Linked DNA regions of Mus musculus: regions 2, 3 and 4 are each linked to region 1. Evidence: chromatin contacts called from public HiChIP or PLAC-seq and promoter capture Hi-C data. All regions are on one chromosome and are shown on one strand. Each heading gives the region's core, a stretch centred on a gene start, on an enhancer-like site or on the middle of the called end of the contact. The rest is flanking DNA. Distances are from core to core; before and after follow the strand shown.

Region 1 (7,643 bases), core at 3,252-5,751:
AGCCCTAGCTGAAAGATCTGGTTTAAATTTAGGACTCAAACTTAAAGCCAGTGATGTGGGAACTATCCTGACAATGATTTAAACAGCTAGGGTGAGCCTTTTGGGCTCACCAATACAATAGCTGGCTGAGTAGTATTTGCTTTAGGTAAAACAAACAAAACCCTTTAAATTGCACTTAGCAAGATGGCTGAGCCAGTAGACACTTGCCATCAAGCCTAGTGGCCTGACTTTGATTCTTAGAATCCACATGGTGGAAGGAAAGAATCGACTCCCACAAGTTGTCCCCTGACCTGCGCATGAGCCATGGCACATGGAGGCACACATATACAATAAATGTGATTTAAAAATTTTAGCCTAATTATTATACACAGAGTAAGAGTATTATGTGATATGCAAGGACACAGAGGCCAGAACAGACAAAGACCCGGGGTACATCCATTGGGCTCTGACCTAATCCTTATGTATGTCTGTGTAGGTCCCCTAACACTGGAAGAAGGGCTGCATGCCAGCTTTGGCTTTAGCATCAAGAACACAGTCAAGCACAGGCACTCCTATTGTCTCCCCTGAGTGATCCCACAGTCAGTGACCATGTCCAAGTCCAGCAGGCACCCAATGTCCCCTTTTACACCAGCCAGATGTGGAGCTCTGCTAACTCAGCTCCCACTACCACTCCAGCTTCCTCCACACATAGTTGGGGAGACCCTCCTTCTCCTTCCCATAGAAAGGAATGGATTTCAGTGCGAATACCTTTGAGCCCTGAGCTCTCAGGTGAAAAATGCTCCTGGCCTGGCTTCCTACCTCAAGCCATAGCCTCAACCACAAGTAATGGGGGCAGTTAAGGATGGGGTGCTGAAGTCAAGGCCTTTTAAGTCCATTGGGCCCCACTTTCTGCATCATTGCAAGAGATACTGACAAAAGCTCTGGACCCAGAAAGCTTCCCACTTTTAGCTCTTCAGGGCATACTGCAGAGACCCTTCCCAGGCCTGACCCATGGCCCAGGCTCCCTTCCTGTGCCCAGAAAAACATTCCAGAGCAGGCAGGAGCATACACTGGATGTAACCCAACTCTCTATGTCCTGATGCCTCACACATGAGGGACATAAGCAGCAAAAAGGCCCTCAGTGCCCACAGCGCAGAAGTCAGCAGCTACAGCTGGACAGTGCAAACAGTCTGCGTGTTTCTGGAACAAAGGAATGATCCGGACAAGAATGCACAGAACTGAGGCTGGCCATGGTGGCGCACACCTTGAAACCTAGCACTTGGGAGGCAGAGGCAGGTGGATTTCTGAGTTCGAGGCCAGCCTGGTCTACAAAGTGAGTTCCAGGACAGCCAGGACTACCCTGTCTCAGGATGGGGAAAAAAAAAAAAAAAGAACTCACAGGACTCCAGACTTCCAAGCAAACCAACACACTTTACTGTGGCGCAGGCTGCCTCAGACTGTTACTTATTTCAGCCCAAGAACTAGAAGGACTTGACCAGCTTGGACAGGCATCTGCTCCGCTCCAGGCTTCCACGAGTCCTGGCACAGAAGGGTTCTCTGAAAAGTCTACCACAGGAACTGTGTGCTCGGCACATGCCAAGTGGGGTTCGCCCACTGCCCACAGGGGAGGCTGAGCCCAGTGCTCAGGCGTGGTCACCGGCTCTCTTCTGCACCACTGCGGGCCTGGACAGAACCTGCTCCTGAAGCCGCTGGACCAGCTCCTCTACGTAGACCTTGAACAGGGGTACAGGGTCCTGAAGGGGAGAGGGCATGGTAAGGCTCAACGTAGCCCAGGGATGGCGCCCTAAGGAGGGTGACAGCCAGCTGCTTCTGGCTGACCATGGGGAGAAGCAGGGTGTAGAAGGACTGGGGATGTTGCTGCTTGTCATCCTGGAGGGCATTTGACCGCCAAAAGAGGACTGCTTTCCCTTGGTCACACAAACTCACATGCCTACCCTTGGCTTCCCTGTAACTGCTGGCCGCCACAGGCTCTTGACTATTCTGGGAAACAGACACAAATGGAACATCCTAGGGGCTGCCAAGGGATTAAGAAAACACCTAGTGCCGGGCGGTGGTAGCGCACGCCTTTAATGCCAGCACTTGGGAGGCAGAGGCAGGCAGATTTCTGAGTTTGAGGCCAGCCTGGTCTACAGAGTGAGTTCCAGGACAGCCAGGGCTACACAGAGAAACCCTGTCTCGAAAAACCAAAAAAGAAAGGAAGAAAGAAAGAGAGAGAGAGAAAGAGAGAAAGAAAGAAAACGCCTAGTGCCAAAGATCCCCGAGCATTCAGAGAAAGAGAGGGAAGGGCTTCACGAGACGAAGCATGCCATGCAATTTCAAAATGGAAGGAACCAAACGTATGGCAGCATTTCGGTGTGGCAGACCCTAAAAGCTAGCCTTCCCGCCCCCCCCATCACTCAACCTCAGTGGCCTGAGATCTGCCGGTACACAGGTACTCACCTTTTCCTCCAGAAGCCTCTGTTTCTCCAGGGCCTCCTCCAGCGTCAGGCCAACCCACTCGGCCTCTGCCTCGGGGATGACAAAGCTCTGAATAAGCAGGAGAGGAGGCTGGCATGAGGTGTGGGGGCTGGGCCAGGAGCCTCGGGCAGCAAGCAGGATGGGGAAACTCTCACCCTGTACTTGTCATAGATGGCTGCTCTCCGCTCAGGGTTCTCAGGGTGGAGATGGGGGTCCTGGCGAGCAAGCCTCAGCAGCATCCCTCGCTTCAGGTCCATGCCAAACTTGGAGCCCAGGTCCTCCTTAGGGGTCTGGCAGAAGGTTCACATAGGGTCGGGTGCTACAGCAGGCTCACCACCCCACCCCCCCACCCTGTCAGCTGACCCTATGGGTTCTTCTTCAGCTGCTGGCAGCCCTAAGCTAGACCACAGCAGAACAGGCATTGGGATCAGCGCTAGCATCCAAGCCTATATGGGTCAGGCCCAAGGCATGCATGGTGGCGCACACCTTTAATCCCAGCACTCGGGAGGCAGAGGCAGGCAGATTTCTGAGTTCGAGGCCAGCCTGGTCTAGAGTGAGTTCCAGGACAGCCAGGGCTATACAGAGAAACCCTGTCTCGAAAAAAAAAAAAAGAAAGAAAGAAAGAAAAAGAAATGGCTACAACCATTGGACAAGTCAGCGACTCACAGGGAGTGGCCTCAGCAAGACAGAAAGCTTCAGGGGCTGCACCAACAGGGACTCAGTCCTACTTGTAATGGCTACCCTGGGGTGCCCCACACTCCCTGCCCATGCCCATGCAGTGCACTCGGCACTTCCCACGAGTCTGACAAGACCTTGGAGTGCACTAACCCCTGCTTGCCTTGAGAATATAGAAGTCAAATCCATAGGCCTCATCGATGAGATCCAGGGTCCTCATGGTCACAGTCACGGTGAACTTCTTGTCCAGGATTTCACTGTAAAGCTCCCGAGTGAACAGCTGTGGCTTCCACACCTTCTTCACCCTCTTGGAGAGCTAAGGGTGCAAGAGAAACCTCCCGTTTTCCTATAGACCAAGTGGGCCCCAAAGCACCCTTCTGGAACCTGGGCTACTGTGAGCCAGGCCCTCTCCCTTCCTCAGACGCTCCTCAGGACCACTGATGCAGGTCAGGGCCCCTGAGCTGGCTCTGGACACCCACCCACCTAGATGTCTGCTTCACTCAGGCTAGCCCTAATGCTACTGGTATATGTTCCAGATTCTCACACAGCTGAAACCCAGTAGCCACAGGCAAGTGAATGACACCCTGGAAGGCCTGAAACATACTCTCTCCTCCCACAGGGCTTGCCTAGGAGCAGAGTATCACCAGAAGAGATAGACTCCAGGCAGTCATCTCGGTCTTTTTGATTTTTATGTACTAGGAGCAAAGTTATTCCGTCCTAAAAATGAGGGAAATGCGCATAGAAACTAGCAGGTGACAAGCAGATTTCACTTCTCCCTCCTCTTCGGCACAAGCTTCGAATCTATCCTTCCTCCTTCCTTTTCTCCACCACTGTCCCCACTCTGTCCTTACTTTTGATACTATCTGATCCAGGACCACCCCACTTCAGGACTAGACTTTGCTATCGGAGTTAGCTTGCTCCGTAAACAAAACGCTTGTGTTAGTCTGGTTGACCGTTTGTGGCGCCCAGAGCAGCGCCTGCTCAGCAAAGCATGCAGAACAGCCGAGATGGTCCGCACCCACCTTGTCGTTGTTGGCGTATCTGTAGCCTAAAATCAAGCCCTCTCCACCCCACAGTCCCTGCTGGGACTCTGGAGGGTAGTGAACTGGAATGGGTACGTCCTCAACGCGCTCGCGCTGCCCATTCTTGGGGTTGATCTTGAACTTGGTCCCGTGAGGTTTGTAGTGTACCGGGGTCGGCGTCCGTTCTTCTTCCAGTGAGCGCAAGAAGTGGGCGGGCAAGCGCGCACAGATGCCCTGCCGCAGCCGCAGCTTCTGCCACAGGTGCACAGGATACCTGTGCAGCGGCATCGCGCGACCCTCTACTTCTAGGAGAGCGCGCCCGCGCCTCCCGGAACCGGAATAGCGTCACCGAACGTGCGCCTTCGCTCGCTGCCAATTGGCAGCAACGCCCGTCCATCTAAACTAATCCCTTTCCCTCCGCCTCCTTTAGGGACCATGAAAAATTATCTACTGCGAATGGGTTCAAGGCACCGTCTGCCAAGTGCAGCCCAGGAGTTCCCCAGCAGCTTTGGCAAGCCTGTTGGGAAAGGCTACCCTGAGCTCAACCTCCCTTTCCCTCCAGGGACGCAAGGAAAAAAAAAAAAAAGACCACTCATTTGATTTGAAAAATTATTGTAGAATATTAAATTCACCAATTACATAAAAATATGCCTTCATATCTTAGAACAGTAACATTTTACCACCTGCCCCCCACCCCCAACAGAATATACACATTTCCCCTTTCAGGGGCTAAAGTGTGCTTTGGTGCCAAATAAAGGATGTTAGTAGCTTGGGAAGGAGCCCAGAAGCCCACACCTGCAATCCCAGTACTCAGAGCAGATGAGCCTCACAGTGGGAACCAAATGGCCTGGGCACACAGCACTACCAGCTCAGTGACCCCAGGAGACCAGAAAGATTGGGCTGGGGATCCAGAACCCACTCCTTAATCCTCAGTTGATCCAGTAGGGGTCAGCCTCATCCAAGTGTCTAGGGCCAGCACAGGAGAATGCTCACCAGACTGGGGCCTTGGACCCCTTAAGAGAGAAGGGAACACTAGCGAGCATTGTGTGCCTTCTGGAGCCAGACCTCATACAGCTGAGCAGCCTGCTACCTCAGGCTCTCCCGAAGGCCTCCTGCTCCAACAGACAATGAGGGAGGGACAGCACACAGCACTCCAGGTCTTAATCAGCTCTCTGATGACCCTGGACTCTACCATAGCAACTGCAGCAGGAGGGTATCCCCATGCCAAGGCAGGATGGCATTAAGGGTACAGGATGTCAGAGACAGTGAGTGACCTCTGTGCACTCAGACTTCCTTGCTTGTGGGTCTCATATCACGGCTTTCCAAAGGAAGGGGACCACAGGAATCCCTTATCTGTATCCCCATCCATAACAGCGTGATCAGCCCACACGTGGCACCTGTGGGCTCCAGGTGGAAACAGCTGTGACCTTCAGAGGAATTGGCAGCAGCCATAAAGATTTTTTGGGGTGGAGGGGGTCTTCTCTGGAGAAAGAAGCCAAGCGTCTCAGGACAATTTTATTCAGATGGAAACCTGGTTGGGGCTAGACAAGCACCTCTCTCGCTTGTCCTAGCTGAAGAGGTCATTAGAGTTTCAGGTGTCCATGAACCAGCCTTATCAGGTCACTGTGTACAACTCATCCCGATCATTCCTGCAGATCTGGTAGTGACAAGGGAACTTCTGCAAACAGGCCCAGGACCCAGCTTTTTCCTCTCGTGGTGGCAGAAGAAATGCTGCACTACCAGCCAGTAGGATGTGCCAAATGCTGTGGGTGTAGTAGTAATTGTCACTGGTCATCATTGAAGTATACATGGCGATGCCAACGGAAGCCATGGAGATGCCAGGCAGGAGGTAGAAGACCCAGCGCTGCCAGGAGGTTGGGTAGCACTGTCCCCGGTGCCCACAGCGGTATATCTAGAGTGGATAGCCACATGGGAGTTGGTTGGTTGGTGCAGACCCAGAGCCAAGAGGTATGGGGTCTATCTAGATCTGGGCAGGAGAAGTGCATATGGCCTCATGCCTAGTGGTTATCGGCACAAGACCTAAGGCACATAGCCAGACTGGGGCTCTATGGGTAGCTGCTACCGACTCTAAACAGATGTGGAGTTTTGGAGCCCTCCCAGCATAACTGGAATTAAGGGCCTGGCTCTCTTCTCCATGAGTCTGAACAGGAGACTATATGCCCTGTTCCTTACCCACATGGAGGCCATGATCACAAAAGCAAAGACGCAAGGTCCCATCAAGTTCCAGATGCCCCTGCGATCCATCTGCAAGGACATGGCGATGACGAGTGTGCCGAGGACAAGTAGTACCTAGGAGAGACACAGTGGTTTGTGAGGCCATAGAAGCCTTTGGCTGGAATCACCTGTGATAGCACGAGACACAATAGGCAGGCGCTGGGGTCAGGGGCGCTGATTACCCAGGTCAGCTTCCCAACATCCTGGCTCCTCTCCTCTGTCGGCTCCTCTTAAGACTCTGCCCCGTTCCTGCTCAGCCCCTGGGAGGGAAGTACCCTTCCTCTAGTCCCTTTACTGTGTCCAAAGGACCTTTGGAGGACTAGGTGATGATGTCCACTCCTAATGGGCAGTCTTGTACACACTTGCATGACCGTGCATACCAAGCCTTCCAGGATCTACAAGCAGGGTGGCCTTAGATGCAACCTGGGAGGGGACCCATGCCTAAGTTTCTATCTGCCCACTGCCTGAAAGTTCATGCCCTCCACACTCAGCCTGCTGGATCTCCAAATTCCAGAACTTTCTCCTCCCACTCTTTGAGATGATATGGGTGCCCCTGATGGGCAGTACCCAGGCTATAGAGGACACAGCTCACAAGCACCGAAGAGTCACCTCTATTGTCCAGATGCTGCATAAAATCCCCAAGTGCCCTTAGACAAGGAACCCAGGAACATGGCTCCAGCTTCTCAGGGAGGCCTGCCCTGACTCCTCTTTGAGATTAGGGTCCCGGTCCCCATCTTCTTTCCTGGCGTCCTGACGGCTACACCTTTCCCTCACAGCTTCCTACAACGTCCTCCAGTAGTGGATGACGAGTTCTCTTGTGAGATCCGATACCCAGTCCTATCTGGTCTATCCCTCTCTGCCACGTCATGTACTGTATGTGAGGGCCCCTGCTTCCCTGGAGCCCAGGCTTGGCATCAGAGGCCACTCACCTGTTTCAGGATTGTCTTCAGACGGGCCATGCAAAGAATGGTCACCCAGGTGGACGCCCCAGAGCCCAGAAAGTCGCAATACTGTAGCGTGTCATAACTGAGGATGCACAACACTGCCTCCCCGGGTTGGTCACAGGCGTGGTAGAACTATGAGGTGAAGCGATGAGCAAGCAGACCTGACCTCCCCACCCAGAGTTCCCGAGAGGGTTAGGGCCAAGCCTACCGTGGAGAAGAACATGGTGTAAAAGTAGACAGAGGCCTCGACCAGGAAGGAACGGTGCAGGGATATAGCAATGGGGGCCAGGAACATGAGGTTGCTGAGCGT
Region 2 (7,643 bases), core at 2,977-5,476, 990 kb after region 1:
GCCTAGATAGCACATTTATGTTACATGCTCTTCCTACAAAGGCACACACACACACATATGTACACACACATGCACTCACACACCTGTTTTATTTGAGAATGAGGACAACTGTCTTCTGCCCCCTTCCAGGTCCAGGTGACAGCAGCACTCTCCAGGTCCCTGGAGCCTGAGCTGGAGGACAGCACTTCCACACCAGGGGGGCACCCTATTTTAATATTTTTTTAAAGACAGTGTTTCTTTGCATAGCCCTGGGTGACCAGAGATCAGCCTGCCTCTGCTCCATCACATGCAGCATTTATTTTTAAGTTGCTCACTGTTGCATACTACCAGTTCTTTATTCCCCCCTCCATGAGCAGCTGCCATGTGCCAGGCTCCTTGCTAAACACCAAAGAAACCCAGACTGCTGCAGCAGGGACATCAAAACAAACAAACAAACCAGTGCAAATGTGACAAAGGTGACAGAGAATTAGAAAGAGAGCCTGGCTTTAGATGTAGTAGTCAGAAGGTCTACAAAAGCGAAGCAGCCCAGAACAGGGAGGAGTAGGCCATAGGAATAGGCCTGTGGGCGGATATGGTCCTGTACGGCTGCCTGGAGGCTGCCAGGACCCTGCCCTTCAGCTGCCTCCACCCTGTTGGGCTGAGGCTTGCTTATGAGCTGAGAGAGGAAGAGAAATTCCTAAGACTGAGAGCGAACAGCTCTCACCAGAAGACAGCAGGGCCTAAGAGCCACTGGGACAGAGGACCCTTCCCTGAAGATCTCCAACGGCCATAGGGCTCCTGTCTTCCCCAACAGCACCCTCAGGCTATGGTCTGTGGTGTAAGTTATCAGGATAGGACACAGTCCCACACTCACCTGAGGTCCCTCCTCTGCTGAGGGAGGAGGTGTCTCTGGTGGCGATTCCCATAATGGGCCTGTAAGAATGCCCTGCATTTAAAGACTGCAAACACACACTGCCACCTCTCCACCATTTGCTCTAGGATCAAACAGCCTCCCAGAAAACTCTACTTCCTGTTGCCCACGCACATGACCATGACTTGCAGGCTGACCTCACTTTCTCCCTGTTCCACTATCACCCCACATCTAAGAAAAGGTAGTGCCACAGGGCCTGAGCTTTAAACAGGGCCCAGCCTGGCCAGCCTTCAGCAGCTACCACATTGCTTGGCCAGCTTCTGCCTGGCTGGGTGGCAACACTGCCTCCACCCAACCCTGGAGGTGCTGCAACAAACCCCAGAGGCTCAGGAGGTAGCCAGGATAATGAGCGCATGTTCAGTACCCAGGGCCACCCCACTGTGCTCCCCTTTCTATTTCCAAAGGGTCCTGACTGCAGACTAGCTCATGAAGACTCCTACTGCAGCACCAGGGCAACCCACGCTTACCTAGGAGCCTACTGTCCTGTCCGGACCGTCCCTGGGAAAAGAAACGCCAACAAGACATTCAGCCGAAGAGCGGACATAGCCAAATGTCAAGCGCAAAGACAAAGTTCTTTTAGTTGGGTAGGGTTTTTGATTTGTTTGTTTTGAGACAGGGTCTCATCTAGTTCAGCCTGGCCTCAAAAATCACTTTCGACTTCTGATTCCCGTTCTCAGCACTGGCATGCCCGGTCATAGGTATGTGCCACCACACGCAGCTTTATGTGGTGTTGGAGGCTGAGCCCAGGGTTTCACTGATGCTAGGCAAGCACTCTGTCTCCAGACCCGTCGTTAATGACTAGCATCTACTGAGAACCTGTTTTCTAACAGGCTTGCTCAGTATTATACATTCATTAACTTTTTACAGATGAGAAAACTGGCACCAGCTGGCCTCAGATCCTGCCGGAAATTCTGGCTGGTCCAGTGCTCAGCTCAGCACAGAGGGTTCCCAAGCTGTAGCCAGTGCCTATTCGACCTGCCTAAGCAGATAAGGATTCCTTAGCACTGGAGTCCCCAGTTTCTTGCAAGCCTCTCCTAGGCCTAGTCACACCCAAGTCAACTCTTGTGCCTGAAAAAGGCTCCTACCCCCCGGACCACATCCCACACATATATTCTCTCTGTTCTGTTGCTCTTCTTGTCTAAGGACTTGGCACAAAAGTGCTCATTGCACATATTCCTACAGGGCTCGTCACACAGACCCAGAAAGGTGTTGGGGCCTGTTCCCAGAGGGAAGAAAGCTGTCCTATGCACCTCAGTGACCTGCACACAGACCTGGGAACCCACAATGGGGCAGGTGCTCAATTATTTTTTAAGTTGTTTAACAGCAACCAATCAATTGTATTATCTGCAGATTTAAAAGCTATAGTGGTAGCCGGGCGTGGTGGCGCACACCTTTAATCCCAGCACTTGGGAGGCAGAGGTAGGTGAATTTCTGAGTTCGAGGCCAGCCTGGTCTACAGAGTGAGTTCCAGGACAGCCTGAGCTTCCAGGACAGCCTGAGCTACACAGAGAAACCCTGTCTAAAAAAAAAAAAAAAAAAAAAAAAGCTATAGTGGTATTTAGGGGGAAAGATCAACTCTTTCTTTACTCTGTCTATTTGCAAAGAAAAGCAAAAATAAATAAAAACAAAACAACCCACATGTATTCAGCCCAAACTCAACTCTGTCAGTTTCCAAATTCTTCCCTCTCTTAAAAACCAGTTGCCAACATAAAGTTACTTTCTTTTTGGAGAGAGACACGTGTGTGTGTGTGTGTGTGTGTGTGTGTGTGTGTGTGTGTGTGTGGTGGAGGCCTCTCTAGTGGAGGCCAGGAGAGGAAAAGGTGGTCAGATCACCTGAAACTACAGTTATAAGTGGTTGAGCCACTGGACCTGGGTGCTAGGACCTGAACTTGAGTCTTCTCCAAGAGCAGCAATAGCCCCCTTCCCCAAAGGTTACTTTCTTTACAACAGGGATAACAAATCACACCACCCAGAAACACCCTAGGGAGGCAGACACAGCTCTACCACCTTACTTATTTCTGATCACTACTGCAGACCGGAGTCACAAGCACACGTCCTTCAAAAGGGCCTGAGCTGCTTCCCAGCAACAAGGAGCTGACTTTGACTTTCACTGTCCACTGCACCTTCAAGGGTCTAGCAAAGAAAGCCTAAATGTAAGTTTTGATGCGGTAGCCCTATCTTGTGCTCTTCTTAGCCTTTAAAACAGCAGGAGTGTTTGTTAAGACACCTCTAACATCAGGAGGAGGAAGGGTAAAGGACAGTTATAAAACAGACTAACATCAAGGAATTGATATAAGTAACTGACTCAAAATTAACACGATGCACACAGGCAAAAGAAGCAAAAGCACACAAGTAAACAAGCCTGTCCCGGTCTTAAACGCTAGGCATTTGAAGGCACAAACTGTTCGCAGTGCTGAGCACACTCTGGCCTCTGACTTGTTGCTTATCATGTCTGGCTGCACATTCCAAGTTCAACTAGGTAGTAAGAGAAAATGAGTGGGGATGCTTGACACTGCAATTGTGTCCCAAACGTCTGGAATTACTCCTGTGAGAAAGGAGACAGGCACTTTCACCGAAAGCACAATTCTGCCATTTAAATTGAAAACTACCAAGCGTGTAGTCCAGGCCTTCCAAGTTCTTGGGAAAATGAGACAGGATTATGAATTCATTGGTGGTCTCACTGTGAGACCTTATCTTGAAACGTCAAGGGCTATGGGTGCAGAGCTGAGGTCGTTATGATTGCCTTGTATGTGTAAACCCTGGCTTGACCCTCACCACGAAAAGTAAAATTAAAAAACAAAAGCAACGTTAAAGTCTTGGGATCTCTTGCTGAAAAGTCAGCGACAACGGTTCCTGGAGGAGAGGGTATCATTTTCTCTGATGGTGTAGCCACTGAGGAACGAGATGGGAAGAAGGGGTTCAAAGAGAAAGAAAGAAGAGGTTTATGAGTGCGAGGCTATCAAAAATAAAAGTCTTCCAGGATTCAAAAAAATAACAGAGGAGAGCACCGTGGCCTCCCTCTGGGCCCCGCCAGCACACTGAGGACCGGCGCAGCGATCCCGGCGGCTGCATCTCCGGCCCGCGGGCCTCACCTGGCGCGCGCCCGGCCCAGCTCCGTTCAGCAGCGGCGTCTCCTCGTCAGGCTGCCCTGTCCTTCGAAGCAGTGGCGCCCCCTCCTCATCATCGCGATCTCGGCCGGACCAAGACACTTTCTTAGAGACGTTGGCCATGGCCCACTGAGGACCAAACTCAACAAGAACAGCCGGCAGACCGGCAGCATTCCCGTGACCCGCGCCCAGGTCTCACGTGATCTATCATCGGTGCCCACGTGACTGACGACGGAGGCCGGCAAGATCCGGGAGCGCGGAGTCTCCTGGGAATTGTGGTTCACTGGTCGTTGCAGCCCAGGGTAGAAACCTAGAACTCAAAATCCCTAGCAATTAGTGTCTTCACTGAAGGCAGTGACCCAAACTCCAGAGAAGAACCAGCCCGAGATGCACGCCTAGTCCTCCAAGAGATGATATGGAAAAAAAAAAAATAAACTACCTGTAAAAGTTCTGGAATCGTCCCTCTCAACTAAGTTGGCTTCATGTGTTTCCTGTGCTCAAAGGGCAGCCAAACTGCTGCAATTCCGGGAAAGGGATTGAGACCCTGATGCCACACCACTTCCAGTAGGATCTGTATGACAAGTTCCACAAACTGAGGCTATTGACCTCAAAAGGGGTAGGCCTCCTGGAACCGGTGTGGAACTCTTCGCCGGAGAAAAAAATATTGAGTGGTAGTTCTTATGGCAATGTTTTGTTTTCTCTTATTCCTTTTCTTATTTACATGTTCCTGGTAGCCTAGGCCAAGATCTTAAGCAAGAATAATGGGTAAGAAACCAACCCTAGAGATGGGGGCCACTAACATGACCTTATCCCCCGGGAAAACAATGCCTTACTTTCTAAATCATTTACAAAACTATTACGATAGATAAAAACTTTCCCAACAATAAAATTTCATATGGCTGCACGTGTGTCATCGGAGGTGGATTTTGGTGTATGGTAAAGAAAGCCTTAATTAGAAAGAATTAAAATAGTTTGAATTTACATATTGAAGATTTGTTAAAAAAGAAAAAGAAAAAACCCAGATACTAGATGTTAAATAGTAATTGACCATGGGGCTAGAGAGTTAGTTCAGTGGTTAAGAGCACTGACCATTAAAGATTTATTAACCTGCTCCTAGAAATAAGCCACTAGACTTGGACAACAGCCCCCACTGAATACATCCTTTTAGAATTGTTATATTTTGATGATTTATATTAATAATGATGTTACCTGTACTGTTTGTGATTCACTGAATGCATAGTTTCAGAGTTGTAATGCTTGGATGATTTTTGTGCTTTACTGTGCCAAATGATTTTTGTTGGTATTTGTGATTGTTTCACTGGATATAGTTTCTAAGAGATGTAATGTTTGGTTTTTTAATGTATAAAATCCCCTGCTTGAGAGCTGCAAAATGCACTCAGATTCAAACTGCCTCTGTGTTTGTTTCTGTTTGTCACCACCGAATCCTTACCCACCTAGCTTTGAGGACCCTCATTCCAGAGACCCCCATAACCGACTTGGGTGGACCGTGGCACCCTGAAGTGCCAAATTAGGAAAGACTGGGGTTCCTCCGAGGAGGAGACTAGGACAGCACATGGGCGTGGCATTAACTAGCCGCAGGTTGCTTTAGGCAATAGTATTTTAGGAAGATTAAGTTTGCCTTAGTATCGGTGTTACATCAACAAAGTTGTTCTTAGATGTATCCTGAATTATGTAGGGGCAAGGATTGGGATTTGATACTACAACTTCAGGGACCCGAGAGTGACTGTAATCATGGGTGGCACTCTACAGAGAAAGAACGATGTTACAAAGTTTACTTCTGAGCAGTGTCATGGCAGTTGCATTACAGAGGATGGTAGAAGGAAGCAAGGAAGAAAGTGTCCACTTAATGAAGGAAATAGGTATATAATGTGAAAGCTACATTTAACAGAGAAATATCAGAGAGGGCTGGGGTTAATATGTACGACATAGAAAGATTCTATAAAAATAGTTAAAATACAATTCAGGACATCAGTGGTGACAAAGATCATATGTAAGAGAGTTAACAAGGGTTCTAGGATATATATGTACATTCATCTATATATGTGTACATATATATATCCTAGATTTTATATATATATATATGCATATACATGTATATAATATTACCTTGAAACTTTTTTATTTGAAAATTTTCAAATCAGAAAGTTTTAAGTTCATCTTAACCTCTAAGGGTGAGAGGATTATAGGAAATGTCCTTCCTTTCATACAATTCAAAGTAAAACCAAAACTAAACACAGAATAAGAGGAAGAAAGTTAAATGGTGTTCTGAATTTTCCCATGATTATCCTGTGACTCTCTCTCTGTGTGTGTGTGTGTGTGTGTGTGTGTGTGTGTGTGTGCTGTTTCCTCTTTGACACACCTTAGTTTTGTCATTTTACAAGACAGTGATAAGGATGTCATGAACCTCTTTTGTATTGCTGGGCTTTGAGGTTGGGAAATGAAGCTGGCTTGTCCAACTAAGGTCATTAGTATTCCATGGGGCTTGAACTTAGATCCCTTCAAAACTTTGATCAGAAACTGGGCAGTGGTGGTACATGTCTTTAGTCCCAGCACTTGGGAGGCAGAGGCAGGTGGATTTCTGAGTTCAAGGCCAGTCTGGTCTACAAAGTGAGTTCCAGAACAGCCAGGGCTACACAGAGAAACCCTGTCTCACACCCCCCCCACACACACATACAAACTTTGATCACAATTTCTTTAAGACTAGGACATTTAAGTTGTCAGTTGAGCTAAATGCACAGGCTTGGGCCTTTCTGGATGATAGAGTTTGGGGGGAAAAAGGATTGGCAGAAGAATAAGCAGAGTAGAGATGTGGCATAGCAGGATATGTAGGAGGAGTTATAATGGAGAGAGTCATCCTAGGGTCATGCCTGGGGGCATAGATCTCTCCATAACCCTTGCTGACAAAGTGGTACAATTCCCACAGCTCCCAAAAGACCAGGGCCTTCAACTTATTGTTCTCTTTTTATTGACTTTTGTCTATTAGGGATTAAACTCGGGGTCTTACACATGTCAGCCAAATGCTCTATTGTTGAACCTTGTAAGTCTTTGTAAGAAGAGAAATGAACAGGGGTGGACAAGAAATGGACAGGGGTGGACAAATTGGTTATGGGAGGACCATTGGCTTCTTGTTAGTACTGATTCCTTGAAGGGCCAGGATTGTAACAATGTAATAGATGTGGTTAAAGAAGGAATCTAGGGGACTGGAGAGATGGCTCAGCAGTTAAGAGCACTGACTGTTCTTATGAAGGTCTTGAGTTCAAATCCTAGCAACCCTGCATGGTGGTTTACAACCATCTGTAATGACATCTGATGCCCTCTACTGGTATGTCTGAGGACAGCTACAGTGTACTTACATATACATAATAAATAAATCTTTTTTTTTTTTTTCAAAAAGAAAGAAAGAAGGAATCTAGTGGCCTTAGAAAGGGTGAGGTTCATACTTCAAAATACACAGGTGGCTTTTGATGACCCCACTGGGAGGCTGAGTCAGATGAACATATCTCCAAATCCAACCGACTTCCCATGACTGCCTGTCTAAGATTTCCGCTTGTCCTTAAGGTCCTCCCACACTGCCCCAAACACTAATGGACCACATCTAAGACCTT
Region 3 (7,643 bases), core at 2,536-5,035, 930 kb before region 1:
CTGCAGCCACTCCGGGGACACTAAAAGGTCTCCAGGGGACCAGATGGGACCTAACAGGTCCACCCTGTGTTCGTTCCTGTGAGAGAGAGCTGGCCACAAGCCACAACCACCTTCCCCCCTCTTCCTCCCCAGTCTGCAGCGCCAGCTCTGGCCTCTTATGCCTCCACCTGGGTGAGGGGCGAGGCCAGCCGCGGCCACGCTTCCCTGCCAAGAACAGGTGTGGGCCTGCTAGATTCACTCCCCAGACCCCTCCCAGCCTCCCAACCCAGTTAATATACAATCTTCACGGGACCTCTAATTACCTGAGAGGCTTTGACTGTCTGTCTCCTTAAGTGCTCTGGCTTCAAGCCTCAAGCTGCTACACCTCCCAACTCAACCAGAGCCCCCTTCCAATCTCCCCAGCTGGACAAGCCTTCTGCCCACTAAGGCTGCCTGTCTTCAACAAATTCTCTAACTGAATGCCAGACACTGGGCACCAAGACAGGCCAGACGCTCCACCACATCAGGCCCAGAGTTCACGACCCTGGGCACCAACAGCCCCAGGAAAGGCTGCAGGAGCAGAGTTAAGGGTGAGGGGCAAGACAGACGTGAGTAAGAAGAGCAGAGACTCATAGAGCCATGCTCCTGGCCCTGGGGACTGTAATGATAATGCAGCATTGAAGGCTGAGGGTATAGCTCAGAGACAGTGCACAGGAACCGTACCTATGTGTACGGTTAGCATGCCTCAAACCAGGGTCCCGCTCCCAGCTCTGCAGAAAGGAAACAGAAGCATGGAGATTTTGGTTCAGTCAGATTGAGTATGCAGTCTCTTAGACTATGTGAAGACAAGTACCTTTGTAGCCCAGGCTAACCTTCAACTCCTTATATAGCAGAGGCTACCCTTCAATTTTGCCCTTCAATTAGTGATCCACCAGCCACTGCCTCCCAAGTGCTGGGATTACAGACCCCACTCCACAGGATCTACAGAATTCCTAAGGGACACGGTAAACGAACTGTCAATCCCTCTTCATCGGCTCTAAGCAAGAAGCAGGAAGCCCACGCCCACACATCCCCCATACAGTGCAGCCTCCATGGTCAACTCTGACTATAGGATGGGCACAGCTAGTTCATCAACTCTGCAAGTGTGCAGCATTAGCTGGGCCTACAGGGAGCCCACAGAGCCTGGTTTGCACCAAAGAAGAGTTTGAAAAAAAAAATGGTCACAGAAAACAAAAAACCAAAACAGGATTAATTCTGCCCTGGAAGGTGGGGTCTCAGCTCTTTCAAAAGAGGCTACTTGGGGCCAGGTCTCAGGGGGTGGGGCAGATTTACTCAGGGAGTCACAGGGGAGCAAAGGTAAAGAGAGCAGGGGGAGGCTCCAGGAAGCACACCTGAACTTTTGGTGTGTGAGAAAATGAGGTGAACAAAGATGAGGTCGAGGCCTGCACGCTGGGACCAGGCTGGGAAAGCACCTGCCAGTTTTCGAGGGGGAGTGGGGTTGGTACATAGGAAGGGGTAGCCTGGGGTCAAGGGCTCTCAGATGTCCCTGAGATCTGCCCTGAGGTCCAGGTGGACTAAAAATAGCAGCTCCTGAGGCAGGAAGGACCAAGAGGAAGAAAGTGTCCTGAGAACAGGGAGCTGGAGACGTGGATCGGTGCTTTAGAGCATCGGCCTCTCTAGCACAGGACCTGGGTTCATCCCCAACACCCACAAGGTGGCTCACACCCTTCTATAACTGCAGTCTCGGGAGAGCCAATGCACTCTCTGGCCTCTAAAGCCACGCAGCACCAACATGGTACACAGACATACATGCCTGCAAAACACATATACATGAGAGAGAGAGAGAGAGAGAGAGAAAGCGCCAGCAGAGGGATTCCCAGACAATGGAGGCTGCCTGGGGACAGGAAAAGGGACCTTAGATCCTTGGCTCTGTCAATCCTCAAGGTGATTAAATAGCATCTACCCTGTGTTCAGCCCTGAGCCAGACACATCAACAAAATGTGACTACTTCTGAGAATCTGCAGAGTTGGGGGGAGTCTGGGCTCCCACCTTTGGCTTTGCCACTCCCTCCCCAACACACACCCCATCCCAAGACAGCATGTTTAGTGCTGACTGCGCAGTTCCCCTGTAGCTCCCCAAGAAGGGCCCTGCCTGGCAGGGCTCTGAGCCAGGCCTGCAAAGATGCTGGCCCAGACGAGGCTCCACGCCTCAACTCTGGGCAACTTCAGAAGAGAAATCTGATGGGGAGATGTGTGTGTAGAAATTTCCATCTGACCCGGGAGGTGTGTAGGAGAGCCTGGAGGATGCTTGGAGAAGAGAGGGATGCTGGAACTCCCATCTCAGCCTCCTCAGGCAGAGAGGCCCTGGAGGTTTCTCCTCCCTACAGCACATTGAATTTCAACCACCAAGAGGAGAGAGCAAGGGAGCCAGGAGCCTCCCACCTGCAGGGCTAACTTTGAAAGAATTCCTGACACACTTCCAAAGCCCCCAGAGAGGAGTCACCCTGCCAGCAGCTGGATGGTGCTGACAACGTGAGATACCAGAACATTAGCCACTACCACCCCACCTGCCCGAAAATGGGACAGAAAGACCAGATCCGGGCTTGTGCGCTTCCTCCATCCCTGCAGCAACGAGGTGCTCAGGGTCTATCCAAAAAGATACTGGGATTCTAACCTCTCCCAGCTACCGGCCTGGCACCAGCATGGGATGGAATCAATTCCCTGCTTATCCAGCCCAGACCCCGGGGGGTGACAGCCAGAATTAATTAATGTTTGTAAAGTGCTCTAGAGAACCTGGGACCAGGGACCCAGGGGCGCCAGAGTAGCTACACAGGAAATTGACAAGGAGGGGGTGGCGGTGAGAGGGGGGCCAGCTGGCCAAGACCTGGACTGCCTGGACAGGGAGGGTAAAGAAAACACTCTGAAGAGGAGATGGGGCACAAGGAGAGTGAAAAGATGCTACCTCTCCAAATAAATAAATTAAATGATTAATTAAATAATTAAATAAACCGATTCAAGATGGGGCTATAGAGGTGAGTGCCAGGCTTCAGGCTGAGCCAACCCTAGCACCCCACCCCGAATCCCAAACAAGAACACCCAGGCCCTCTCCAACTCAGGCCCCAGCCACCTGCATAACCCGAGGACCACTTGCAGAGGAAGTCCGAACCCCTCAGCCATGAGTTAAGAAAAAGAGTGTGCCAGAAGTGGCGGGCTTCGTGGGCGCTGACGCCTTCTAGAACTCCCCAGGGCACCCGACTACTACCTGAGCAAACAACGCACTTCCTTTCTCTAAGAGAGGGGTGCCAGCGTCCCTTCGCTTCTGGAGACTGGGCTGTCCAAGCAAGCCTCTATCAAGGGCTCAGGGGACTGAACATTGGCAAACAAGCAGCTGGTACCGTGGTCCCGATGCCCCTCTCTTTGCCCTAGGCTCACTCACCCCAAAGTGCTGATGAAGCCATTGACAGAGCCCTCGGCGTACAGGGACACAATGTCCCCGATGTGAAGAAAGCTGGACATTTCATTCATGGCTTCGGCCCTCCGGGGCTCGAGGCGACGAGGTCGCCCTGAAGCGAGCTGCCAGGCTCGGTGCAGAGGACTGAGGCGCGCTGGGCGGAGAGGGGCGCAGTGCCACCTCGCAGCCCGGCGACCCGGACGATCGGGACGGCAGGAGTAGGCTGACTGCCACCAGAGAGCGAGGAGGCGCGGCGCGACCCGGGTCCGGGTGAGGAGGTGCCTGCGTCTCTGCGCGCTCGCAGCCCTCCAGCCCGGCCGGGCCCGCGCGTACCTGCAGCCTGGAAGGAGCAGGAAGTCTGGGGCCGCCACACACATGCAAATCCCGCCTGGGAGGCGGGGAGGCCACACCCCACCCCGCCCCCGCCGCGGCTCCCACGTGCACCCGCGCCCCAGGCTCGGCCTCTTCTACACCGCGCGCGTGCACGCCTGCACCCCCTAAAGCGCCCAGCTTGCCACCGGACGACCCCCAGGCTCTAGGGCGTTCTCTAGACGGCTTGTCCACCAGCACCGCGCTGCACTTCGGGGCTCTCCACCCTCGGAGATCCCCAGCTCGCCTAGCCTGCGGCCCACGCGTGGCTGAGCACACCGGGAACTTGGCCACGGTCACCCTGCGGCAACCGCGCCCAGCTGAGAACCGTCTTGCGCCTGGATGCGCGCTCAAGCCCTTAGCGTTGCAAATCAGGATTCATTTCTCTCAACATGAAAAGTCTTTTCATTGCACAATAGAAAGTGCTTTGACTTGGAGGGGAAATGAAGCAATGGGGTGGGTTTGGGTTTTTTTTTGTTTTTTGTTTTTTAATTGTCCTTGTTGGGGTTTCTCTCTCTCACTCTCTTTCTCCCCACATTCCTGTGTACAAAGAGATCCAACTTCCGAATCAGTTCAGCCGCTCCCTCTCCAGGAGGAATTGGCTCCAGTTTCTCTTGGCTCCTTCTGTCTTTGCTTTAAAATAAATAAATAATACTGGGAGGGGGAGAGCATTACCTCCTCTAGTTAATAGTGCACCCCAGCGCCCACTGAAACAAGTTCTCGTAGCGGGCCCTTGCTCACAAAGTTCAGCCCTCAAACTCATCGCCAAGTTGACTACTTTCTGTTCTGCGCCACGGAGGCTGGGCGTTTGCTTCCTCCTAGAGCTTTGGTTTGAACTCCTGAGATAAGAATGCGCCACCACCACCCCCTTTGGTCACGTTTGCTCCCTCCCACCCAGCCCCCCTTATTTCCTGAGGGGCGGGGATGGGGGCGTTTGTCCCTGGGAGAAAAGGAGGAGGGGACTGGAGACAGAAGCAGGAAGAGACCCAGGAGGGGTGGAGACAGCCGCCAGCCGTGAGACAGCTGCTGACCTGCACCGAGAGTTCTTGAGTGCAGGGGATTTTTACCAAGACCCTTAGAACTGGTGGTAGTGGTTAGCCAAGCCTTTAATGGGGAAGTAGAGGCAGGAGGACTGGGAGTTAAAGGTCGCATAGTAAGTTCGAGGTTTACCTAGGGCACGTGAGAGTCTGCCTCAAATAAATGTAAGAATGGGCTGGAGAGATGGCTGAGTGGTTAAGAGCATTGCCTACACTTCCAGAGGATCCAAGTTCAATTCCCACCACCCACATGGCAACTCACAACTGTCTGTAACTCCAGTTCCAGGAGGTCTGATGGTCTCACACAGATATACATGCAGGTAAAACATCAATGCACATAAAATAAAAATTAATTAATTAATTTAAAAAATCAAAACAGGGGCTGGTGAGATGGCTCAGTGGGTAAGAGCACCCGACTGCTCTTCCAAAGGTCCGGAGTTCAAATCCCAGCAACCACATGGTGGCTCACAACCATCTGTAACAAGATCTGACGCCCTCTTCTGGAGTGTCTGAAGACAGCTACAGTGTACTTACATATAATAAATAAATAAATCTTTTAAAAAAAGGGCCTGAAGAGGTGGCTCAGCAGTTAAGAGCACTGGCTTCTCTTCCAGAGAGCAGGGATTTGATTCCCAGCACCCACGTGGCAGCTCACAAGCATCTGTAATTCCTCTGCAGGCACTGGGGACATTCCTGGTGCCAGATATACAAGCAAGCAAAGCACCCACACACATAAAATAAATAAACCAAAGTCCTTAAAGACCCCCAAGAACATGGATCAAGTGAACTCCTACCAACTGAGTGACATCCCCAACCCTAAAAAAAATGTATAGTCCTCCTTTGCTCTCAATAGCTGTGATAAAACACCATTATCAAGAAGCGATCTGGGAGCCGGGCGTGGTGGTGCACGCCTTTAATCCCAGCACTTGGGAGGCGGAGGCAGAGGCAGGAGGATTTCTGAGTTCAAGGCCAGCCTGGTCTACAAAGTGAGTTCCAGGACAGCCAGGGCTATACAGAGAAGCCTTCTCTCGAAAAAAAAAAAAAAAAGAGTCGATTTTGGGAGGAGAGGATTTATTTGGCTCGAAGGTTCCAGTTGATCATAGGACTGCCTAGGCAGGAGCCGGGCAGCAGGAGCTGAAGCAAAGACCAAGACCACGGAGGAAGCCGCCTACTGGCTTGCTCAGTCTGTTTTCTTTTACAACCCAGTCCCACCTTCCCAGGGGTGGCATTGCCCACAGTGTTCACATCCATCATCAACCAAGAAACTGTTCCATACGTTTACCCATAGGCCAGGCTGATTAAGGTGTCTTCTGAGCTGAGGAGGGTCCTAATCCCAGATGGCCCTGGCTGTGTCAAGTTGTCAAAAAAAAACTGTATGGCATGTGCATCCAATAAGCTGCAAACTATTATTTAAAAGAAAAAAAAAATCTTGCCAAGCAGTGGTAGCACACACCTTTAATGACAGCACTCAAGAGGCAGAGGCAGGCAGATCTTTGTGAGTTCAAAGCCAGCCTGGTCTATAGAGGGAGTTCCAGAACAGCCAGGGCTACACAGAGAAACCTTGTCTCAAGCAAAAAAAATAAATTAATTAATTAATTAATTTAATTTAAAAATTCTTATCTAGTAAACTCTCCCAAAAAGAGATGACCACAGCCCAGAGAACCACCACCAGACAGTCCTGTCACCCACCAGGTTTCTGGGAACTGGAGTTAAAACTGAGACCCAGCACTCTCTAGTATGAGAGACAGTCAGGGTGTCTGGGTTCTCAGACGGTGGCATCAATGGCAAAAGGGCCAGACCCCAGGACAGATCCTCTTGTCTCTCATCCTTCCCTGGGGTTCCAGAGGGGCACACACATGCATTCCAGAAGCATCTACTGAAGTCCTACTGTGGCAGTTTGAATAAAAATGGCCCAATAAGCTCATATATTTGAAAATTTACCAGTGGATCTCTCAGGATTAGAAGGATTAGGAGGCATGGCCTTGTTGGAGGAAGTGTGTCACTGGGGGTGGGCTTTGATGGTTCAAAAGCCCAAGCAAGGCTCAGTATCCCACCACCACCACCCACCTCCCACCCGCACCCTCCTCCCATGCTTACCTACCTGACTGCCCGTCAGGGTGTAGCTTTCAGCTCCTCCAGCACCATGTCTGCTATGCCTACTGCCATGGTGATAATGACCCTCTGTAACTGTAAGGGAACCCTCCATTAAATGCTTTCTTTCATGGAGTTGCTCTGGTCATGGTTTCTCTGCACAGTAACAGGAGAGTAGTTAAGACGCCTGCTATGTGCAGGGCCTCTGCTCCTCCCCACTGTCTGATCAGACCTGCCTACTTCTCCTTCCCAGAGCTCGGAGGGTTGAACATTGGCTCTCTGGTGACTACTGCCACCGCCGCCAACTGTCTGGTCCTCCTGTGTCACCACACTCAGGCATGTCTCAGAGCCAGGCGGAGGAAGTCCCTCCACTCTGGGCCTGGATGCTCTGGGCCTCTGTGTCTCTGTCAACCAGGAAAAACTCAGAGGTAGGGAGCACACCTCCCATCCTGCTGAGAAGTCCAAAGAGGGAGGTCCATTGCCAGCCCCCTGCCACACCTACGGCCCCTAGGAACTCTGGAACAGGAGGCTGTTTGCACAGGCACAACCCAGGGATCAGGCCAGGCACCTGGTCCTGCCAAGCCAGCTCCACCATGAGTCCTTTCCTGAGTTCTGAGGTGGTGTTGGTTTAAAAAAAAGGAAAGCCAGGTTTTTGTTGTTGTTGTTTTTCATACAAGAGAGGTGGGGTCAGAGTGCAGTTGAGTAGTAGGGTGTGCT
Region 4 (7,643 bases), core at 3,125-5,624, 820 kb before region 1:
AGTGTTTAGGCACAACTCTCATTGCCTCTACTGGGGCACCCTACACTCTCTGAAGATGGCTCCCCAAATCACAAATGGGGGCCTCACCCTTCAGAATTGGGCCCATTCCTACTATGGAACCAACACCCTTTAGACTCTTAGACCTCACATGACCACTAACCATCTCCTTCCAGACGCCCTGCCCTGGCCATTCCACCTCCTCACTCTGGCTAGTCCAAGTCCTGCTCCTGTGCACAGGTCCCCACACTACAGTTGTCTACCTCTTCCTTCCATGTCCTCTCCTGAAACCCAACCTTCCCTGTAGAGGCAGAAGGAAACCTAGTCTGAAGCTCACACCATTTTTGTTTCCATTCATGCCAAAATCCAGTGACCCCTGTGGTCTGTCAGTCCCTCCAGCCGCTCCCACTTCTCCTGACTTTCCTCAGGATCGCCTAGTCTTAGCCTGCACTGTGCCCTGTGATGAAGAGCTAGGAGAGGCGGGGAGGAGAAAGCTGAGGACCCCTTTGGAGGAAGGAAGGCCCCCCTTCCTCACTTGCTTTAAGCTCTTCACTTTCCTTCCCCCATAATATGGATAGGGTGAAATCAGTAGGCACCCTCACGACTTCAGAACCATAGCTCCTCCGCAGCACTTCCAATGGCCTCAAAGACCTTCTAGTGGAAGTCAAAGAAAGGTTGTCTATCTTCTTAACACCTTGGCTGTGTACAACAACCCCAATGGCCGCCCTCCTCCCACCTCCTGTCTCTTTTCCTTCCTGTTCTTAGGGCTCTCTCTCTCTCTCTCTCCCGCTCACTGAAGAGGACTCTCCCCATCGTCCTCTCTCCGTGGTCAGTCTTCTCCGCTTGCCCCACCTCCTCCTCACCCCGCTCACCTCATCCTCATCCAGCATGAGCAGCTGGTTCCCCGAGATGATGCAGAACCGAGGGTTCCAGCCAGGACGATCGTACGGGGAATGAACGTATTGGGTTCGGTGCATAGGGGGTCCCCGTACATCTGGGGGACAGAGACACACAGACAGTGAGGGAGGGTCTATACGCTGGGTGTAGAAACCTAAAGTGGGAAGGAGAGTCTGCAGAGAGGGAAAAGGGGCACCACCCGCCTGGAGAGGTCTTGGGTCGGGGGATGGTCCTTCATGCTGAGTGGCATCATGGGAGGTTCCAGGAAGGGGATGAGCGTGGCTTCAAAGATGAGAATTAGTCACATGACAGAGAGGGACTTTACTAGGGGCAGTAGAAGGGGGAAAACTCGGCCTGTTCACTAGTGTTGAGGGGTAGAGATTTATGAAACTGGCAAAAGACACAGAGAGGAAGGGCATTAATAAGCTGCTTACAATGGATGCGGCCTCACATATTTAGGAGAATATGAGGTACCCAGCTGTGGAAAAGAAGATGGTGCACTGAAGCATATTTGAGTCATGAGATTCTGAGAACTAAACAATTAAGAAGAAAGAAAGGAATGGGGGGGGGTCTTATATGTTCAGAGAGGCGTGAGGCCTCCCCTCTCTTCTTCCCTTAATTCCCTACTCCTACCCTGGCCACCCTTTTGGAGACGTTACCAAGGGGAAGGTAGCTCGTCTTTGCATCTGGCTGTGCAGGGATCAGGGATCTGCTCCGATGACCAAAGACTGGTCTGGCCTCTCTGTCCACAGCAGGCTCCGGAGTCAGCCCTCCTCTTCCCACCCAATCTTCATAGATAGGGAGGAGCCAACTCTACAAGCTGACAGCCGCACCTGGCTGTCACTGGGCACATTGAGGAACTTAGAAAGAGTGGAGGAAAGAGTGGAACAGCCACACCTCATGTCAGAGGAACTTCCCAAGATGAAATCTGACAATAAACAAATTTCCAGAAAAAAAAAAATGGGATCAACAGTTATGCACACTCAGGTGCTCCATCTTTGCTGTCTCGATAGCATCGTTGCCACATACCATTTATGGGGACACAGTGAAGGAAAGGCCTTCAGGGAGTCAGAAGAGTTAGATTGGTGATATTGGAGTGATAAAACTAGGCTTAAGGGATCAACTGGAGGATGTTCACAGGAAGAAAAGTCCAGGGCTATCACCTGTGCAGGGTAATTAACTTGGGCATGTTTCAGGAGAACTGGCCTTTGAGCTTCATTCCAGGCCCTAGAGTAACTTTAGGAAACTCCATCCCCTTACTGATGATGGCCACCATTCTCAAATTTACCCAAATTGCAGGTCAGACAGAAAGATAAACACCTGGGAATTGTGCCTAGACCTCACAATGCTTTCAAAATTTCACTGTCTCGATGCTTTCTTGGAAACTCTACTCATATTTTCTAAATATCAAAGGTCACTGACAGGGTTGGTCATTATAGCTCAGTGGTCGGGGAAAAAAACCAAAACAATAATGACAACAAAAAACTCAAAAACCAACAACAACAAAAAAAACCCCACTAGGATTCAAAGCCCCAGCACAACAATAGCAACAACAACCTTCCATAACTTAGATCACAAACACTTGAGGCCTAGTACATCTCAACGCATGGTGTATCCAGGGGAAAAATCTGTTAATACATATAACCAAAACACAACAGAGGAGCTGCTCTAGGCTGCAGCTGGGCAAGCAGGATAGACCTCAAGGGACACTGTTCTACTGGGAACAGGAAAGGGACACAGGGAATCTTAGCTTAGGTACAACACACACACACACACACACACACACACACACACACACACAGAGAGATTCTATAGTTAAGAATACTAATGACCCTAGGAAGCAATGGAACATGGCAGAGGACAGGGAAATGGGAAATTTTTACTGGAATGAGAAGTTCCACAAGGGTCCAAGATGGGGGAATTCCTTAGAGCCCTGTTCCAACGATCAAAACCTGTGTTTTGGTAACCCCCCCCCCCAATCTCTATCACCCCAGGAAGCAGAGGGGACAAGAAGAGAGGAATCACCAGGTTGGGGAATAAGAGGAAATAAGCACAGACCATGTGACAAGATGGGAAGTGGGATAGGAAACAGAGGGTGAGCTGAGGGACAAGTAACAGCGTGAACCTAAGAGAAAAGGAAGATGGTAAAGATGGTGGTTGCTTGCCTAGGGCAAGGGAATGGACCAGAAGGTTTCAGCCAACATGGGGCAGAGGGAGTGAGAGAGACCTGTCAGGGGATCTGAGACACGGGGCCCAGGAGCAGCAGTGGTGTATTAAGGTAGTTATTAGAAGAGAGGGAGGGAAAGAGAAGAGATATGAGATAGGGACCAATACAGGGGAAGAACAGAAGGGGGACTCATATAAGAAACGGACACCATATGGGGGGAAAGATATAAGTGATGGACAGCAGAGGCAGGGAGGGGGACTGGAAAGAAGAGGTGGGGTGGGGGAAGGGGTCAAAGCGATTAAGAAAGCAAATGAGACTCAGGGATTGCATCTCACTTCTCCAGAGTCCTAATGAGGGCCAGTTACCCTCAGGATTTTTATCTGGCCCTTGTCCCCACCCCTCAATCTTACTTGCATCCCCCCCCCCAAACCAAAAAAAAAAAAACCACTTGATCCTCCCCCTTCTCTGGTGTCCCCTCCCCCAATCCTTTTTCTCTCTCCTCTCTTCCCTCCATCTGGACCCCCCACACCCCCCCACTGCCACCTTCTTTCTCCATCTGGCCCCTTCCCTCCCTCCATCCTCCTCTCTTTTCCTAAGTCCTACCACCCTGAGCCCCTCACCAAATTCCCTTCCCACCTTCTTGGTCTCTCATGCCGCCTGTGTTTTCATTTCCCCCCTACCCTCTCCCAAGACCATGCCTCTACTTCCTTGGTAATTTCTTCCTCACTCTGCTCCCAAATCCAAACCATTTCTGCAGCCTTTCCCCAAACTCAGTCCTCCCTTCTCATCCCTTTCTGACGCGCTTTCCCCTCCATCATCTTCCCCTCAGCCCCCTTGAAAAGGCCCGTGTCCCAGCCCCTCTATCCTACCCCTATGCCTCTAATCCCTCCTTTCCCACTGTTCCCACCTCTGCCTTCCCGACCCTCCCCTCTCCCTCCATTTCAGCCGCTCCTTCCCCTCGGTGGCCCCGGCCCTCCCCCGCCCGCTGCCCCTCCCCCTCTTGCCCCCCCATTTGGCCCTCCCCTCCCCTTACCACCACCGTACCTCTGAAGGGGGCATAGGACATCGCGGGGATGCTCCCCCGATGGATGGAGGCTCGAGACCTGCTCATCAGGCCTGAGGGGGAGGGGGCGGGGGGACGGGGGGAGAAAAAGAAGAGAGAAAGAGGGGGAGAGAAAGGGGGAGAAGGAGGAGGTGGAGGAGGAGGAGGAGGAGGAGAGAGGAGGAGAGAGGAGCGGAGAGGAGCAGAGAGGAGGAGAGAGGAGGAGGAGGAGGAGAATAAGAGCCAACGGCAGCAGCGGCAGCAGAGAGAGGGGGGGCGGGGGAAGCGAGCTAGAGAAGAGAGAGCAGGAGGAGGAGGGAGAGACTGCAGCCCCCACCCCTACCCAGGGAGACCCGGAAAAGGAGAGAACGAGGGACCCCTGACTCATACACACCAGGGAAGTCCCGTAGAAGCTGACCCAAGACCCTCAGACAGACCCCAGACCCAGAGAAAGATACTCACCACCTCACCCCCCCCCCACCTCCATACTCAACAAATTGGGTCTCACAGATCCAAATCTAGAAGGAAAGAGACCTCTGAGCTCAGACCCCACCCCCTAAATTAAAGAAAGGAGTCAGGGACCAGAATATGAGACTCTAGTGTCAGCAAGGTTCTCCAGACCCATGTTAATCTTATTCGAACCCTGGACTTGTAGTTTGGGAGACCCAAAACAGAGACCTAGACCCAAAGAAAAAGATGAAGCCAATATTAGAAAGTGCCCCAGGCCAGAATTAAATTTTAGAATCTAGCTAGAGGTAAGAAACCCCACATTCGTATCTCAAAGAAACTGCAAACTTGGGGATGAAGGAGGAGACATTCGGCTGACCCAAAGATGAAGATGACCACATAGAGATCTAAAATACATTACATCTGAAAGATGTGAGTTAGTGACCGATTGCGAGGTTCAATTTCCTGAAACAACTCCCCAGGTAACCCAGACCCTAGGAAGGGCCCAAATATTGGACCCCCACCCCCACAGGACCCAAATATTGGACCCCCAACCCCTCACCTACACACACAAGGATCTCTGAGAACCCCCCCCCCAACTCAAGAAAATGCAGAAGCCTAACAGGAGCCACCCATGCCAAGGACCCCAGACCTTGGAGGGAGGGCTAATATTTGGGCGGCAGGGCCCTTTTTCCTGCTGTCTCCACCCTCTTCTCTGTCCTCTCACTGGTCCCCTCTCCATTTTTGGGTCACTGGATGTGTTTAGGCTCCAGGGAGGTTATGTAGGGCAGGTCCTGGTTCCTTGGGGGAATGGATGAAGGTAAGGAGACCCAAGACCGAGAGGTGGGCCAGTCCTGGGGAGAAGAGTCAGCAAGGGGGAAAGAACAGGGTCACACTCTGAACTCTAACTTGCAACTCTCATTTCTCCTCTCCACTCATTTGTCAGCCTCTGTCCGAAGCTTTGGGCTCTGGGTATCTTCCATCACCCACTAGCCCATTTACAGGTGTCACCCAGTGCTTTGAAAAGGTGTCTTTCCTCTCCCAGCCACGGCAGTGCCAGGTCTGAGCCTGCCTGATCACTGCCCCCTACCCAGGGACAGCTGGCTTCTCAGCTCGGTGCTAACGCAAGGGCGGTGGCGGGGGGTGGGGGGAACTGTCCCCACCCAAGGCTGCCTGTCAGCGCGGGGAGGGAGGGGGGCTGTTACTAGGCACACTCCGGAGCTCAGGACAACTCCCCGGCCCCAGCCTGACGCAGCGACAGCGCGGGTCGCCAGGTCTCACGTCACGTGGACCGCGAGGCCGGCCAGCAATTGGCCTCCGCTCGCTGCTCCTGAGGCGGCGCCGCCTGAAAGGACAGGCCTCATCACGTGACGGCGGGTCGCCGCAGCGGCGTTCCCCTGCCAGCAACCGGTTGAGGATTCACGGAAATGGGCGGGCCGCTGGGGCGCACGACCTCAGATAAAGCTGCCGATTGGTCGGAGGGCTCGACGCCACGCCCACTTAAGAGGGCGGGGCTACCGGGCCACTTGAGGGCCGGGATTGGCCAGGTCTGGAGACTCCGGGAAGGCAGGGCTGCTCCTGTCACGTGGTGCACACTGTTTTCGCGTCACGTGGCTACTGCAGGTAAGAGGCGGCCGCTCCGCCGGGGCTCGGGGTCCTTCGTCCGTGCAATGAGCGGCCATTGATTTCTTCTTTTCTCTACCAGCGCGGGCTGCATGAACTGGGGGCGGGCGCCCGGCGTCTTGCTCGGCGGAGGGGTGAGTCTGGCCCCGCCTTTTCCGGTCTCGAAGTCTCACCCAGCTTCTGCAGCGGAACAGAGGAGCTGTCCCAAGTTTCTTTTAAGTTTCAGGGACATTTTTTTTTTTCTTCCTGGTGCAGAAAAGGCAGCGCAGAGGCTTGGTGTCTGCCCCAGAAGGCAGCCCAGGTGCAATTTCCTGGGGCAGTTGTGGGGACACTGAATCCGCCCTCCCCCCTGCTCCAGGCCACTCTGCTCCTGTCGTTTCTTTGGATGCCAGCGCTACTGCCGGTGGCTTCCCGCCTTCTGTTGCTACCCCGAGCTCTGCTGTCAATGGCTTCTGGAAGCCCTCCGTCCCAGCCCCCTCCGGCCTCGGGCTCCGGCTACGTTCCAGGATCAGTCTCTGCAGCCTTTGTCACTTGTCCCAACGAAAAAGTCGCCAAGGAGATCGCCAGGTGGGGACCTCGGCCAGATGACCTAGAGAGAGCGTTGGGGTTAGGGGAAGGGTGCTGTTTCCGGGTCGTGCACACTCTGATCTCGCTTCACCCTCAGGGCAGTGGTAGAGAAGCGTCTGGCAGCCTGCGTCAACCTCATCCCGCAGATCACATCCATGTGAGTTGTCAGTTAGAAACGGAAATCTACCCGGAGGGGCTGAGAGCTTTTTCTGGGAGAAATCTTCCTTTCCCAAGACTTTGTTCCCTTCTTTCTCTGACCTCTTCAGCTATGAATGGAAAGGAAAGATCGAGGAAGATAGTGAGGTGCTGATGGTGAGAAAATTCCCCCCCTGCCTGGCTCCTTTGACAACTCTGGCCCTCTCCTGACACCAGTTCTCTACCCCGTTGGTTGAACTATGTCTGTCTTTGCCCTTTAGATGATTAAAACCCAAAGCTCCCTGGTCCCTGCTCTGACAGAGTTTGTTCGGTAAGAACTTTGAGATTTTCTTTTGGTGGTGGTGGTGGGGCTGGGGGATGAACCAGGCAGGGCCTTGAGTATTTCAGGCAAACACTCTGCCACTGAGTGAGAAGAAACCCCGCTCCCCGCCTCCCCTCCCCCAAGCGCTGAGGTGGACACTGTGTGGTGGAACTTACTGGGGAGTCCAGGGCTGGTGTCTTAGGGGGTGTATCTTTGGGTGTCCAAATAACCTCGCCCTATCACTTCGCAGATCTGTGCACCCTTATGAAGTGGCCGAAGTGATTGCACTGCCTGTGGAGCAGGGAAATCCCCCGTACCTGCACTGGGTGCACCAGGTCACAGAATCGGTTTCAAATTCTGGCACAGCCCTACCATGAGGAGCCCTGTTCCTGTTTTAATGCCCCCTGGCTTCCATGTGATGACCGAACCCCCAATAAATCCTCTCC

What was found. Promoter capture Hi-C pulls out the DNA fragments that hold promoters and counts their contacts. HiChIP or PLAC-seq counts read pairs in DNA pulled down with a chosen protein or histone mark.
Region 2: a contact with region 1 is called in a FOXA1 HiChIP or PLAC-seq map of pancreatic cancer cells. The contact joins the promoter of Clcn7 here to the promoter of Mrpl28 in region 1. A contact is called at or near these places in 2 of 115 datasets of contacts at active chromatin or transcription factors (microglia and pancreatic cancer cells).
Region 3: an H3K4me3 HiChIP or PLAC-seq map of bone marrow-derived macrophages shows a contact between it and region 1, with 5 times the contacts expected there. The contact joins the promoter of Itpr3 here to the promoter of Mrpl28 in region 1. A contact is called at or near these places in 2 of 39 promoter capture datasets (hippocampal neurons and pre-B cells) and 2 of 115 datasets of contacts at active chromatin or transcription factors (bone marrow-derived macrophages and pancreatic cancer cells).
Region 4: a contact with region 1 is called in a promoter capture Hi-C map of liver, with 2.6 times the contacts expected there. The contact joins the promoter of Syngap1 here to the promoter of Mrpl28 in region 1. A contact is called at or near these places in 7 of 39 promoter capture datasets (the 3T3-L1 cell line, cranial neural crest, frontonasal cranial neural crest and 3 more), 2 of 484 Hi-C or Micro-C datasets (B cells and rod photoreceptor), 2 of 115 datasets of contacts at active chromatin or transcription factors (embryonic stem cells and pancreatic cancer cells) and 1 of 9 other capture datasets (adipose tissue).

Annotation. Positions count from the first base shown.
Region 1 is chr17:26,120,361-26,128,003 of GRCm38.p6, reverse strand. It overlaps Mrpl28 (mitochondrial ribosomal protein L28), which reads right to left and starts at 4,501. Exons shown (of 5, transcript NM_024227.3): 1 at 4,155-4,501; 2 at 3,296-3,448; 3 at 2,613-2,747; 4 at 2,440-2,526; 5 at 1,391-1,733. The coding sequence starts at 4,442. The coding sequence ends at 1,623. Pgap6 (post-glycosylphosphatidylinositol attachment to proteins 6) reads right to left here. Exons shown (of 13, transcript NM_021793.2): 10 at 7,542-7,643; 11 at 7,319-7,465; 12 at 6,348-6,464; 13 at 4,750-6,066. The coding sequence ends at 5,770.
Region 2 is chr17:25,129,974-25,137,616 of GRCm38.p6, reverse strand. It overlaps Clcn7 (chloride channel, voltage-sensitive 7), which reads right to left and starts at 4,226. Exons shown (of 25, transcript NM_011930.4): 1 at 4,003-4,226. The coding sequence starts at 4,140.
Region 3 is chr17:27,053,446-27,061,088 of GRCm38.p6, reverse strand. Itpr3 (inositol 1,4,5-triphosphate receptor 3) reads right to left here and starts at 3,785. Exons shown (of 58, transcript NM_080553.3): 1 at 3,415-3,785. The coding sequence starts at 3,503.
Region 4 is chr17:26,937,981-26,945,623 of GRCm38.p6, reverse strand. Syngap1 (synaptic Ras GTPase activating protein 1 homolog (rat)) reads right to left here and starts at 4,374. Exons shown (of 19, transcript NM_001281491.2): 1 at 4,106-4,374; 2 at 870-991. The coding sequence starts at 4,172. Cuta (cutA divalent cation tolerance homolog) reads left to right here and starts at 6,086. Exons shown (of 7, transcript NM_026307.3): 1 at 6,086-6,173; 2 at 6,256-6,307; 3 at 6,532-6,740; 4 at 6,838-6,897; 5 at 7,007-7,052; 6 at 7,157-7,206; 7 at 7,448-7,643. The coding sequence starts at 6,266. The coding sequence ends at 7,574.